2 separate regions of the Mus musculus genome follow, and region 1 is linked to region 2. Evidence: chromatin contacts called from public HiChIP or PLAC-seq data. All regions are on one chromosome and are shown on one strand. Each heading gives the region's core, a stretch centred on a gene start, on an enhancer-like site or on the middle of the called end of the contact. The rest is flanking DNA. Distances are from core to core; before and after follow the strand shown. Region 1 overlaps Gm40166 (a long non-coding RNA gene). Region 2 holds the start of 2410004B18Rik (RIKEN cDNA 2410004B18 gene).

Region 1 (6,131 bases), core at 356-2,855, 89 kb before region 2:
GTTCTGTTTCTATGAAGAGCATCCAGGACCACAACAACTTTTAAAGGAAAGCATTTAACTAGGGTTGACTTACAGTAAAGAGGTTTAGTCCATTATTGTCATGGCAGGAAGCATGGTGGTGCACAGGCAGCCATGGTGCAGACCAGCAGCTGAGAGTTCTACGTCTGGATTGGCAGGTAGCATGAAGAGAGAATGACACTGGGACTGGCTTCAACTTCTGAAGCCTTAAAGCCCACCTGCAGTGACATACTTCCTCCAACAAGGCCACACTCACTCCAACAAAGCCACACCTCCTAACAGTGCCACTACAAATGGGCTATGGGCCACACCCACCCCAACAAGGCCACACCTCCTAACAGTGCCACTACCACTGGGCCTATGGGGACCATTTTCATTCAAATCACCAGCTGCTAAACCATCTTGTTGGTTCTTTAAAACATTCCTCAGAGAAAGTATAACAGCCAGTTGTGGTGGTGCATGCCTTTAATCCCAGCACTTGGACGGAAGAGACAGGTAAATCTTTGTGAGTTCAAGACCAGCCTGGTCTACAAAGCGAGCTCCAGGGCAGCAGATGCTACATAGTGAAATTCTATCCCCCAAAGCAAAAATTTAGATAAGGATACAAACATGATCAAAGAAATATTTCTTTTAATGCATACTAGTTTTACATACATACATATATGTATGTACGTATGTATGTATATGCGCACCCAGTACATGCCTATAAAGGCCAGAAGACGGCATTAGACCCCCTGAAACTGGAGTTACAGCTATGAGCCTCCATGTTGGTGCTGGTAAGCCAAGCTGATCTGCAAAAATCAAGTTCTCTCCACCACTGAGCCATCTCTGCAGCCTAAAATGTTTATTCTCCTAGGTGGTAAAGGGTGTTCACCATGCCACATTCAGCTCTATATACAAACTATTGAGGCGGGGAAAGACTCGGCTGCCGCTTCTCCCATGCCTGTTTGCTTGGCTCTGAGCTAACGCAGCACACAAAGGTGCTATGCAGTTTCTTCCTCCAGTGAAGCATTGCTTCCTGGGGGCTGAGGAAGATTCATATTCAAGAAGCCAAAAATTTACAGGACTCAAAAGATAGGGAACCGCAAGGCTAACAAGTCTGTAAGCAGGGACCAATTACCAGAGGGGCGAGATGCTTCCCAGAGCTGCCTGAGTCCTGTAGGGCACACCTGGGCTGCAGCTTCCAGAGGCAGCTGCCTTTGAGTCTCTCAGGCTCCTTGTACACTCATAAACCTCATAAAGTTACTGGCTTGGTTGGAATCTGCTTTGTTCTGTTGTGGGCACTACCTGGAGCGAACAGACATTTGTTCATGTCTCCCCAGGAAAAGCCAGACAAGATCAAATGTAGATTCACACAACCTTGGACAGGCAGCAGTCTTCGAACTGCTGTTCCTTATCTGCCAGTCTGGACAAGCAGCCTCCCCTTACCTAACAACCCAAACTCGCTTGCAGTGAGTTTGACATGGCCACAGGGGGAGGGGTGGGGCGGGGATGTGGGGTGGGCTAGGCAAGAATGGACACAGACAAGCTGGCAACCTGCACCTGACTTCTTGAACGAAGGTCAAGAACAAAAGGTCGCTGTTCACAATCTGCAGCTGGGGAAAGTCCACAAGGTACAGGTTGCCCTGGTAACATCACACAAAACACCCTGGATATGAAAGGGGGTTCCCTTCCTGGACTTAACATGAACTGTATATTTCTAAAGTTGAAATTTTAACCACTCCATGGACGTTTACTTTGATAAGAGGAATTTCCACAGAAGTAGGTAGGGATACAGAAGTTACCAAGATTTTACTACGCCCATGTCTCCGTTAGGGAAAAACAGAGGTAAACACAGATGGCTTGAATGCATATTGAGGCCTTAACAGGAAAGAATGATGATAACACAAGCCAGAGGCTTAAATACTGGATAAAGAAAATTTAAAATGTCAAATGTACGACCTGTTCCCTGTATGCCCTCTCTGCTACTCTATTAATGGAGGACTTTACTCATAAGCCCCGATCACATTTATGAAATGACTTCCTTTTAATAAAGTAGAAAACAGAATCTTGCATTTCTAGAAAAAATAAATAAAAAAAAAAACTATTCGAACTCAAGTGAAAGAGGTCCAAATCAAAAGGGTGTGTTTGCCTTGCCTTTGTGTAAGAGTCCATTTAAATAAAGTCTCCCTTAGAGGCCCAAAGCAAAGACACATAATTCAGACCAAAAGACACACGGTTTCTCACCCAGGAGTATTTGCTGTGTGTGTGTTTGTATACCATGAGGGCACTAGTGTTCTCAGAGGTCAAAAGAGGGCATCTGGCCCCCTGAGGCTGGAGCTACAGGCAACTCCAGAGCAACAAGTGTTCTTAACCAGTGAGCCATCTTTCCAGCCCCAAGGAGTGGATACTTTGTTTTGTTTTGTTTTGTTTTGTTTTTCAAGACAGGGTTTCTTTTTTTTTTTTTTTTTTTTTTTTTTTGAGACAGGGCTTCTCTATAGCCCTGGCTGTCCTGGAACTCACTTTGTAGACCAGGCTGGCCTCGAACTCAGAAATCCACCTGCCTCTGCCTCCCCAGTGCTGGGATTAAAGGCATGCGCCACCACACCCGGCTGAGTGGATACTTTTTAATCGCATAGAAATTGCAGCTTGGGTTGGTGAGATGGCTGAGTGGGTAAGAGCACCCGACTGCTCTTCCGAAGTTCAAATCCCAGCAACCATATAGTGGCTCACAACCATCCGTAATGAGATCTGACTCCCTCTTCTGGAGGGTCTGAAGACAGCTACAGTGTACTTACATGTAATAAATAAATAAATCTAAAAAAAAAAAAAAAAAAAAAGAAATTGCAGCTTATGCCCTTAGGTTTTTTTTTTTTAAGATATTTTCCTTGTTTACATTTTCAATGCTATCCCAAAGGTCCCCCATACCCACCCCCCCAATCCCCTCCCCACCCACTCCCCCTTTTTGGCCCTGGCGTTCCCCTGTACTGGGGCATATAAAGTTTGCAAGTCCAATGGGCCTCTCTGGCCCTTAGTTTTTGTCTTTCCTCTATAAAAAGACAACCATCCTCAAATGTCTTTTCCAGCCATTCGCTTTTTAATAAACAGCTGATTATCTTCTAAGTTATTGCCCCTCTAGGCATATGGCGATGAACTAGACACACAAGCTTCTTGTTGCTATGAGAACACTGTTTACATCTGAAAGGTAGAGACAGATAAGGTAACTTCAGATAAACACCTTGATGGAGACGAGCTCCGGGACAGTAGATGTGATGCGACTTATAGTTCTTAAAAATATTTTAACATAGTTAATGTGCATGTGTGTGTGTGTGTACTACTGTGCTGCGGTTTTTAACACAATCTTACAGTTTTACCAGTACTCAGGAGCCAGATGCTGGGGGGAAAGCCTGCTAGCTCAGAGAGGCAGAGAAAGCACCGTGCTGACCTTCCTCCTCAGTCAACACCCCAAAAGGGAAAGGAAGCCCTCCCTCTCCACAGCACCCCAAAAACCTTTCAAACTCAATGTCTCTCCCTTCTACTCCAGGGTCTCTCTGCCAGTCCTCCTGACTTCCTCTCACTCTCTCTGGCTTTCCTGTCTACTGGTTGCTTGCTAACGCCTTTGACTGATGGTTGACTTTCTTTAATAATATTGACAATAAACAGAAAGAACGCAGTTGGATTAAAGGTGTGTGCTAGGGCTGAGCCGCACTACAACTAGAAACAGGTTTTTCCAGTAAATAACACAGTCTTAGAGTTCACTTCGTAGTCAGATATCCTGCAAGTGTTTGCTCACGGAAGTCAGAGCGGTTCTTTCCGTTTCACTACATGAATTCTTTGGATCAAGCTCAGGTCCTTAGGCTTGGCAGCAAGCACCCTTGCCTGCTGAGCCACCTCCAGCCTGTGACAAACAAAAATGTCCCTCTCCAGATGTTTGAACACTTCATCCCCAGTTGATGGCGCTGTTTGGGAAGGCTTAGGAGGTGTGGTCTTACTGGAGAAAGTATGTCACTGTGGGCGGGCTTTAAGGTTTAAAGGCCATGCACCGGTCTCAGTTTGCTCTCTGCTCCTGCAGAGAGGGATCAAGATGCAACCTTGCAGTTCCAACTGTCATGCCTGCCACGTTCTTGTCATGATGGATCTTATCCCTCTGGAACTGTAAGACCAAATACACCCTTCTATGAGCCATCTTGGTCCTGGCGTTTTATCGCAGCAGTAAAAGGAGTAACAAATGCTTGGAGTGACATTTCCTCAGCAACAGGAATGGCACAAAAGGTACTACCTAAGTAACAGGTGGGTCTCTACGCCTGCCCAGGCGGAAGGGAGAATGGAGAGGTCCTGAAACAAGGGAGGTCCCAGAGTGGACAAGGAGCGGTACCCAGGAGATGATGTGTTCTATCTTTACCGATCACTTTAGTCTCCACGGATTACAGGGACTTCGGACACAGAGGGACCAGGGGCAGCACAGATGGGATGGGAGAAAGCAACACAGTTCTCAGTCTGGGCTCTACCACACCCAGATCTTTGATGGGCGAGTATAGAGGGATGGTAGAAAAGATTAATGTGGGAGCAGCAGGGTAAGACAAAGAACAGTGAAGTGCTGTGGGCATTTGACAGGTCTGCCTGCTCAGCATCCGGTCTTCCCTCGAAGCCAGAAAATTCACTACCATAGGCTTTAGGCTGCAGTGTTTCTTGACCTGTGGGTCCCAAGCTCGTTGGGAGTTGCATATCCTGAATATCCAAAATATGATTATGAAGTAGCAATGAAATAATTTTATGGTTGGGGGGGTCACCACAAGATGAGGAACTGTATTAAAGTGTTGAAGTGTCAAGAAGGGTAAGACCTTCATCTAGGGGAAAGATATGGCTAATTCCTAACTCCTGGAGACTTGCAATACAACTGGTACCTTTGTTGGGAAATCCATATCAGAAATGATGATGCAGCCGGACCTAGTGGCTCACGCCTTTAATCCCAGCACTCGGGAGGCAGAGGCAGGCAGATTTCTGAGTTCGAGGCCAACCTGGTCTACAGAGTGAGTTCCAAGACAGCCAGCGCTATACTGAGAAACCCTGTCTTGAAAAATAAAAAACAAAAAGAAAGAAATGATGATGCAGAGCCCTGATGGCCACACCACAGCAGAATCGGGGCTAGGAGTGGCCTTGTCAGCCACTGTTGACCAGCCTGTTTTTGCCCCTTTCAGGCTCCCTAAGACTGCCAAAAGTTTTTATTATATTTTAAAAACTGAAGCATGCCTTAGAAAAATCACAGATCTCACTGTGCTTCTTGAGAAAGAATCATCTTTGAGGCCACCAAGGGCAAGATATACAAGCCTGTTGGCACCGTCAGCGAGCCCTGCTTCCGAAGTGTGCTTTTAAGATTTCCTTTCTGCCTGAGTTATAGCCAGTTAATTTTTGGCAAAGTGAGCATGTATCCAAGGTTCTCACTTGCAGGGCTCACTCACCAACTATGAACCAAATGGATCATGCAAACTGGTCAGGAAATGAGGGTCAAAGATCATTTCTCCTTATAGCTGGGGCTCAGGTGAACAGGAACCAAATTAGGATTTGAGGGAACTTTTTGAGAAAGGGTTTCACTAAATAGCCCTGGCTGGCCTTGAACTTGCAGTGATGTTCATGCCTTAGGATTGTTAAGTTTTAAGGGCAATCCAACTTTATCATTTTAAAGCACTTGAAGAATGATGGTTTGAATTATAAAATTACTGTGTTTGGGAAATAAACTCCAAATTCATTTCCTTTAGGGTCCCTAACATGAAACTACCTAATCTGTTTTCCATGGACAGCTATTACACGAGATGTGGCATTCCCTAGAGAGGAGCAATGAAGTCTTTTGTTTCTGAAGCCTGACGGGGTGTGTGTGTGTGTGTGTGTGTGTGTGTGTGTGTGTTACATAGCATTTAGATAACAACCGCTATGAATAACATCTAACCTAAGGACCATTTTAACAGAAACTGGTTTCTTCTTTGGGAATTTTTGTTTTAGACAAGTTCTATGGAACCTGGCTGTCCTGGCACTCGGTAAGCAGACCAGGCTGCCCACAAACTCAAAGATCCACCTGTTTCTGCCTCAAGAGTGCTGGGATTGAAGGTGTGTGCCACCATGCCTGGCCATTCCCTTCT
Region 2 (7,000 bases), core at 2,576-5,075:
GCCTGATCAGTTAACTCATGTCTGTCATCTCAAAGCTCACATGGCAAGGTGGGAGGCAGAGACAGAATTCCCAGCTCTAAAGCCAGCCTGACATGGCATACATACATGAATGGCAGAGAAAAAGTCAAACAAGGTAGAAGATAAGGCTGACACCCAGGGTGGTCCTCTGGTCTCCACGTTCACATGTGTACAAAGAGGAAATGTCAGGCAAATTAATATTTTCAGCAACTTCCTATGGCACGGGAGTGTGCACTGGCTGAGGATGTGGCTGAGTAGGTCGAGTGTTCGCCTAGCACACAGAAAACCCTAGGTTCAACATCTAGGAGCACAGAATAGAGGGTGGTACAGACGTGTGATCTCAGTTTGAGAGGCAGGGGCAAGAGGATCGGAAGTTCACGGCCATCTGGCTACATAGTGTCAGACCCAATTTCAAAAAAGGAGGGGGGCTATTTATTACAAGAGTTATATTCAGTAACCAACACACAAGTCCAAATTAACAATTTAATATTTATCTATTTTTAATGTGCGTGCCACCCCTGAAACCCCACTTACTTCCTGAGACAAGGTTTCTCTTCTGTCTGGCATTTACCAATTGTTAGACAGGCTGGCCTTCAGGCCCCAAAGGTTCTCCTGCCTCTGCCTCCCTGGGATCAGGATGATAAGCAGGCATCACTACATCAGCATTTGTAGGTAGATCCTGGGATCAAACCCAGGTCCTCAGGCGTGTGAGGACAGCCCTGTAAGACTGTGCTACATCCTCAGCCTCACTCAGGTGACTTTTGAGTCATGCCATGTGGCTTTAAACCAGAAAAAAACGAGTTCTTTTTGTCCTTTTCCACTGCTAACATTCACTTTTCAACCAAAAGGATAGAACTCGCTATGGTAATATGGGTGCTTTTGCCATTTATTTGAATTTCTGATAATTGAACCCAAAAATTAAAAACAGAGGATTCTTGCTTCCTTGGTCTTTATCCTCAAGGGACAGAGATGTAAGAGCACTAGACTGCGACAACCCGGATGTCAACTCTGGTCCCGGAGAAGAATGGTTAGTTCTTAACCAGTGAAACAGGGAGGAAGCAACCTCAGCTTAACAAGACACAAATCCTATTTCAAGGTTGAACTTAAGTCTTAATTTGTCAGTTCCTAATGGTGTGCACGTAGGCAAATTCCTTCATGTCAGACTGTATTCTAATCTGCAAGACTGATAAGCAACTATGAGTAACTATTGTGTCAGTTTGCTAAGAATATTAAAAGTATTTACTGTGACCTTGGGTAAGTCTTAAGCTTTCATTTTTATATTTACCTGTTCTAGTTTTGTAGGACTCTATAAGGATTACTTTATTCAAAAATATCTTTTAATCAAAGTACCATATAATAATGTATTAAAATTCACACTTTATTAAAGATCTTAAAAAAAAAAACCAGCCCAAACCTGGACATAGTATATACCTATAATCCCAGTGCCAGGGAGGTAAAGGCAGGGGAACAGGGGTTCAAGGTCATCTTCAGCTATGTCAGATGCTGCCTTGCCAAACAGATCAAAAGAGTGCGTGTAGACTCCTGCCAGTAGCAGCCCTTCTCTTAAACATCTCTCTCTATGGTTGGCCCTTGTATTGGAAGATCAGAAATTTGTTTAACAAAAAAGCAAACGGCTTTCAGAACGACAGTCTAAAACGCTGAGCTCAGTCTAACAGCCAGCCTCTGAGTGCTCACAATGTACTAGAGTAACCTAGGCCACACACAGGACCAGATCAGAGCTTGCTGCCTGACAAACTGTATTGCAGAAGGCCTTGTGAAAAGCAGCCACACACAACTAAGTTAGCAGCACTAGCACATCCCAGGTAAAGGAGAGGAAATACTAGAAAAATTTCCACTTTGGTTTCTGTAAGATGAATGGCTTTACCAGCCAAGAGTTTAAAGCATTCGGTCCAGACTATTGGCAATACCCACCAAAGCAAGAACCCATCCCAGTGTGGTCCACCCAGGTCTGAGTTTCAAGATAAAAATGCTGGGATGGAGCCCCAAAATGACGGTGGTGAGGGGGACCGAACGGGTCACACAACTCTCCAGCTCTCTTCAGTTTGTAGAGGTTCGGGGGCAAGCCAGTTACACAATCAGATATCAACTGTAGAAGCTCACTACTAGCTACAGTTGGAGACAGAGATTTGCAGGAAGAGATTACTGCAGCAGTCTAGGCACGACAGAAACGAGATTACCAACAAGGCAAGGAAATCAAACCACTCCAGGCCTGCTCCTACACAGCTGCTTCACGCTGCAACCCTGATTAGCTGAAGCACTGCTGTCTCAACAGAAGCGAAGCCTTCAGTGGGTCACAAATGCAGGACAAGGACCCGCGAGCGAGTTCACACCCGCCGCTCTAATAAGGCATCATACCCAGAGACCTCTGAGACTACTTTCAGGCAGAATCCTTACAAACGGAGCGGAAACGTGGGTTGCTGGCACACACCTTCAGTCCTAGCACTGAGATACTGAGGCACAGACAGGCTGGGCTGGCCTCACTCAAGAGACTGGTCTACATAATGAGTTCCGAGAACATTCAGGTTACATAGACCTTGTCTCCCCCCAAAACAAAACAAAAAACCCGAACGATCGAAAGACCGTTAGCATCCAAAGACAATTTCTGGGCAAGCCTTCCAACTCACTAGGCTGTAAACCTTGTCCGGAAGGATTTTCTTCTTTCTGAGTGCTGAAATCTTAAACAACAACACTCCTCTCTCTTACCTGATTCCACTGTCTCCTCCCCTTCAGGCAGAAGCCTGGCTTTCTTGGCGTTCTGTGGGGCATCGTCTCCATTGTCTTCATAGATATTCGACCATTTGATCGCCATGTCCAGCTCTGGCGGCGGCGGCTTCTTCTCAGTAGTGTAGGTCTCTGGGGGCGGCACGCAGTTGGACTTCCAGATCTTGAACTCCTTTGGAGGCTGTCGAGTAAGCACATTAAGAAACCCTGTGACGAACCGAGGTTCCCGCGATGGATACGAGCGCATGCACCTCCCTGCTCATCATTCTGGCTGACTTTCCTCTTTCTTTCTTTTTTAAAATCCTTTAGGCTTAAAAGACACTTTTTTTTTTCCATCAACATCACAACACTGTTAGGTGAAAAAGTCAAAGGGTTCCCTGGATAAATAAAGCTAATAACTTTTAGTTACCAAAGGAGGATGCAGTCCCAGATACTACGGCCAGGCTGACCCCTTCAGGAGGCTGCAGCAGAGACGCTGTCTTGGAGGCAGCAGCGCAGGCACTTCGGCGTCAAAGGGAAGGGGTCTCGGGGAGAAGCTGCAGCGGGGGGCGGGGAGTCACCACCGTTAGTCGTCGCCCGGCTGGGACCCCCGAGCGCGGAGGGGCGGGCCCGGGCTGACACCCCCCGGGCTCCCGGGGCCGTGGGGACGCGCGGCGCGGCGCGGGCTGAGTGCGAGCCGGGGGTGGGCGAGCGGGCGGAGGGGCAAGCGGGCGTCGGGCCCCGGGGCGGCCGCGGGGCCGGGGATCTCACCTCCTCCGGCGCTTTCACCACATGCCGCTCCCAGTCGATCTGCTTGTTGAGCGGGTTGTAGAGGAAGGCCGGGCGGGTCACGCTGCGGAACAGCTCGTCCGGGCCGGGCAGCCGCTTCTCCGCCTGCTTCCCGCGGCCGCCCGTCGTCGGAGCCGAGGCCGCCTCCTTGCGACCCGCGTCTTCCGGCTCGCTGTTCTCATCCGACGAGTCGGAGCTGCTGCTCCCGTAAGCCGCGAAGTAGCTCAACGGGTCCTTCTCTTCGGCTGCCATGACGGCCGCGGGTTCCCACCCTCTCTCGGCCGGAAGCCGGAAGCCGGAAGCCACGGCTGATCCCGCCCCCCAGGCTGGCGAGTTATCCATTTGCGCCCCCTAGCGGCGGAGCCGCGCTCCTACTCATGGGCGGAGATTGGAAGGATGCTGGAGGCGGGGATTCCACAGCCCTCAAGCAAGTTATTTATTTGTTTTTTCTTAAGGATCTCTGGGAAAAAGCAGCGGGAGCCTTAGGATACCCGGAGGGAAATCAGTGGCCACAGTCACACTCTGGGCTTGTAATTTAAAGCAGAGAAAAACCAAACATGCATACCTATAATCCTAGGCAAATTTGAGGGCCAGCGAGGTGCATGTAAGTCCTTTCTTAACAGCTAATACAGTGCAGGAGACGTTGTCTACCAAACAGTAAGAACAAGCAAGCAGGGGGTGGGGGCGCACACTTCTAACCCCAGCACTTGAGAAGATGAGACCGGAGTATTGCCACAAACTAGAGGTCAATGGTGAAATTTTACAGCCCCCCACCCCAAGTTGGTACCATTGTAAATATTTAGATCCCAGTTAAAAATGCCTGGTCAGAGGTGACATAGTCATTAATAACTTGCCATTTGGTCTGATTCTTATCTGCTAAATTCTACAGAAAAATACGAAGTCTGGTAATGGAACGGGCTAGACTGCCTTGTTCAGGTTTATATTCCTAGTATTTATTTTGGTGACCGTCCCTGGAGTACATCAAGGAATATTGCTGGGTTGTAATTTCTGAGATAATAGGTCTGAGTGTTTCTAGAAAAACTTCCTTCCGTCCAAGTACCTAGACTTGACAGAGATACAATTGTTCCCAAAGTACAAAGTCCTGGGTTACCCAAATCATCCTCAGATCTGACATCATTAGCAAATTCAGGGTCCCCTCACGCACCCTCCAGCCTGGTAATGTGACAAAATTGTAGAACCCGCTGAAAGCTGAGTAACCACGTGTATATAGCTACAGTTTACTGCAGCAAATATAGCATAAGTCCAACCAAGGGAAGATGGGCGAGGAGCGGTCCAGAGGAGTCCTCATTCAGAGCTTCCGGTTACCCTCCGGAAACATGAACCAAATCAGTGCAGCTCAGGAGGCAGAGCTCGCTGCCTGGTACTGGGTTCCAGTACCAGCACCCATATAAACTGGGCATGGTGGTGTGTATTTGTAATCTCAGCGCGTGGTGGAAATGGGGTGAATGTACAAGGCTCCGACACCCGTGGCCGTGCTTGTTTATATAATGAGTTTGGGGAAAAACCATAGGGAAGGTACATGGACAAGTGAAACCCCAGGATGTCCAGGAAACTTTAGAGTAGCATCAAGATGCTGGGCTGGCAGAAGGCTCTTAGATGGGGTAAAGAATCTCTAGCATTAAAAATTTAAACTTGAGAGCTGGAGAGATGGCTCAGGGGTTAAGAGCACTGACTGCTCTTCCAGAGGTCCTGAGTTCAATTCCCAGCAACCACATGGTGGCTCACAACCATCTGCAATGGGATCTGATACCCTCCTCTGGTGTCTGAAGACAGCTACATTATACTCATCTACATAAAATAAATATTTTTTTTCGAGACAGGGTTTCTCTGTGCAGTCCTGGCTGTCCTGGAACTCACTCTGTAGACCAGGCTGGCTTCGAACTCAGCAATCCACCTGCCTCTGCCTCCCAAGTGCTGGGTTTAAAGGTGTGTGTCACTACTGCCTGGCTTAAAATAAATAAATCTTAAAAAGAAAACAAAAAGAATATTTGGCAAGAAATAGCAATGGGTTCCTAAAAACTAAAGTAACAAAAATTTTTTATTTTTTACAAAAGCTAAACTCGAGAGAGAATAAGGAAGGGTAAGAGAGGAGACTGGAGACTGCAGAGTAGGTACAGAAAGGGGACCACAGGGAGAAGGGCACAGCATGAGCCAAGTGGCAGGTTGTCGGCAAGTGTCAGGTTAAGTCAGATGAACTAGCGGGAGACTGCCCTAGGAAAAGGCCTAAGCTTTAAGCTATATTAGAAGTCTCATGTCCTTATTTATACTATTGGTGGATCTGAGAAAGTCCCACTATAAAAGATGTAAGCTGTCTACAATGGACCTGTATTAATTATTAATAAAGGGCAGATTAACTAAAGGTAACATGGGCTGGGATAAACTGGTTGGTTGTCTGTAGTGATGGGACTTAAATAAAAGTTCTGACCTTGAAAAGAAAATTAAACTCAAAAAGTTTCATCAAGGGCTACAAGGTGGCTCAGTAAGGTGCCTACTGCACACACAGGACTCCCCTGTGAGTGTGGGTTCCCAACACCCATATAAAAGTTGGTGTAGTGGTTCATTTGAAACCCTAGGGCCTGGGGACGCAGAGCTAGGGGGAATCCCAGGAGCCGCCCGTCTAGCCAAATGGTGAAGTCTAGGCTGAGCAAGTCACTGTCTCAAACAGTAAGATGGAGAGCAACCAAGTAAGACAACAGACAGCAGCCTCTGGACTCCATACATAGGCACACACACTAACATGCTCACACATGTACTACACAGACACAGACACAGACATACACACACACACACACACACACAGAGTTATTTATTAAAACAAGTGAAAATGTAAACAAAAACTAAAAAAACAAAACAAAGAGCCAACCTAACTTCCTGACAGCCACTCCCCTGGCCTGTTGGACCTTGCAGGACTATGCTAAGGATGACCCTCTTCGTAGAGGAACCCCAGAAACCGCCTGAGGAGGCCTCCATCTTTATGCCCCAACAATGAGACATTCTAGAAAATGTCTAAAGAAGAGTTGCTAGGGTTGAGACAGGAGGGAGGTTGAAAGATTATATTTTTAAGGCAGTGAAAATAAGTTACTTGGTTATGCAGTATTATACATTTCTAAAACTTTCAAGTTATGTAATGGAGGACCCAATATGGACTTTGGTTAATAACAACATTGGTTCATAGGCTATAACAAGTTGTCATCAATATTAGAAGTACGGGAGACCGTAAGGAACTGGTACTTAATTACTTACGCTCGGTTTTTCTGTTAAGCCCACAACGTACAAAAAGCAGGACTTTAGAAAAAGGCAATACAAAAGCGGCTGTGGAGTTTTTATGCTGTGTTAATCTGATATTCCTGAAAAGTCACTTTTTAACTACTGGGTCCACTAACTTACAACAAATTATATGCTACCGAGTCAAGCCAGCCCCTCGCTCTATACTCCCCTGTTCTCCCTCTTC

What was found. HiChIP or PLAC-seq counts read pairs in DNA pulled down with a chosen protein or histone mark.
Region 1: an H3K4me3 HiChIP or PLAC-seq map of embryonic stem cells shows a contact between it and region 2, with 24 read pairs. The contact joins the enhancer-like site here to the promoter of 2410004B18Rik in region 2. A contact is called at or near these places in 6 of 39 promoter capture datasets (the 3T3-L1 cell line, the C10 cell line, the HPC-7 cell line and 2 more), 2 of 15 datasets of contacts at CTCF or cohesin (CD8 T cells and the NIH/3T3 cell line), 10 of 484 Hi-C or Micro-C datasets (the BV-2 cell line, embryonic fibroblasts, embryonic stem cells and 3 more), 9 of 115 datasets of contacts at active chromatin or transcription factors (bone marrow-derived dendritic cells, bone marrow-derived macrophages, embryonic stem cells and 4 more) and 2 of 9 other capture datasets (adipose tissue and pancreatic islet).

Annotation. Positions count from the first base shown.
Region 1 is chr3:146,022,780-146,028,910 of GRCm38.p6, reverse strand. The region is part of intron 1 of Gm40166 (a long non-coding RNA gene); the gene reads left to right. Among named protein-coding and RNA genes, the nearest start is that of Gm40166, 4.8 kb to the left of the region's middle. Within about 2 kb of position 1,605, at least 32 of the 459 cell types and tissues checked have an H3K27ac peak or open chromatin away from gene starts, as enhancers often do. A contact at or near this core is called in embryonic stem cells, where this site is marked.
Region 2 is chr3:145,934,839-145,941,838 of GRCm38.p6, reverse strand. It overlaps 2410004B18Rik (RIKEN cDNA 2410004B18 gene), which reads right to left and starts at 3,825. Exons shown (of 3, transcript NM_025555.5): 1 at 3,511-3,825; 2 at 2,743-2,941. The coding sequence starts at 3,780.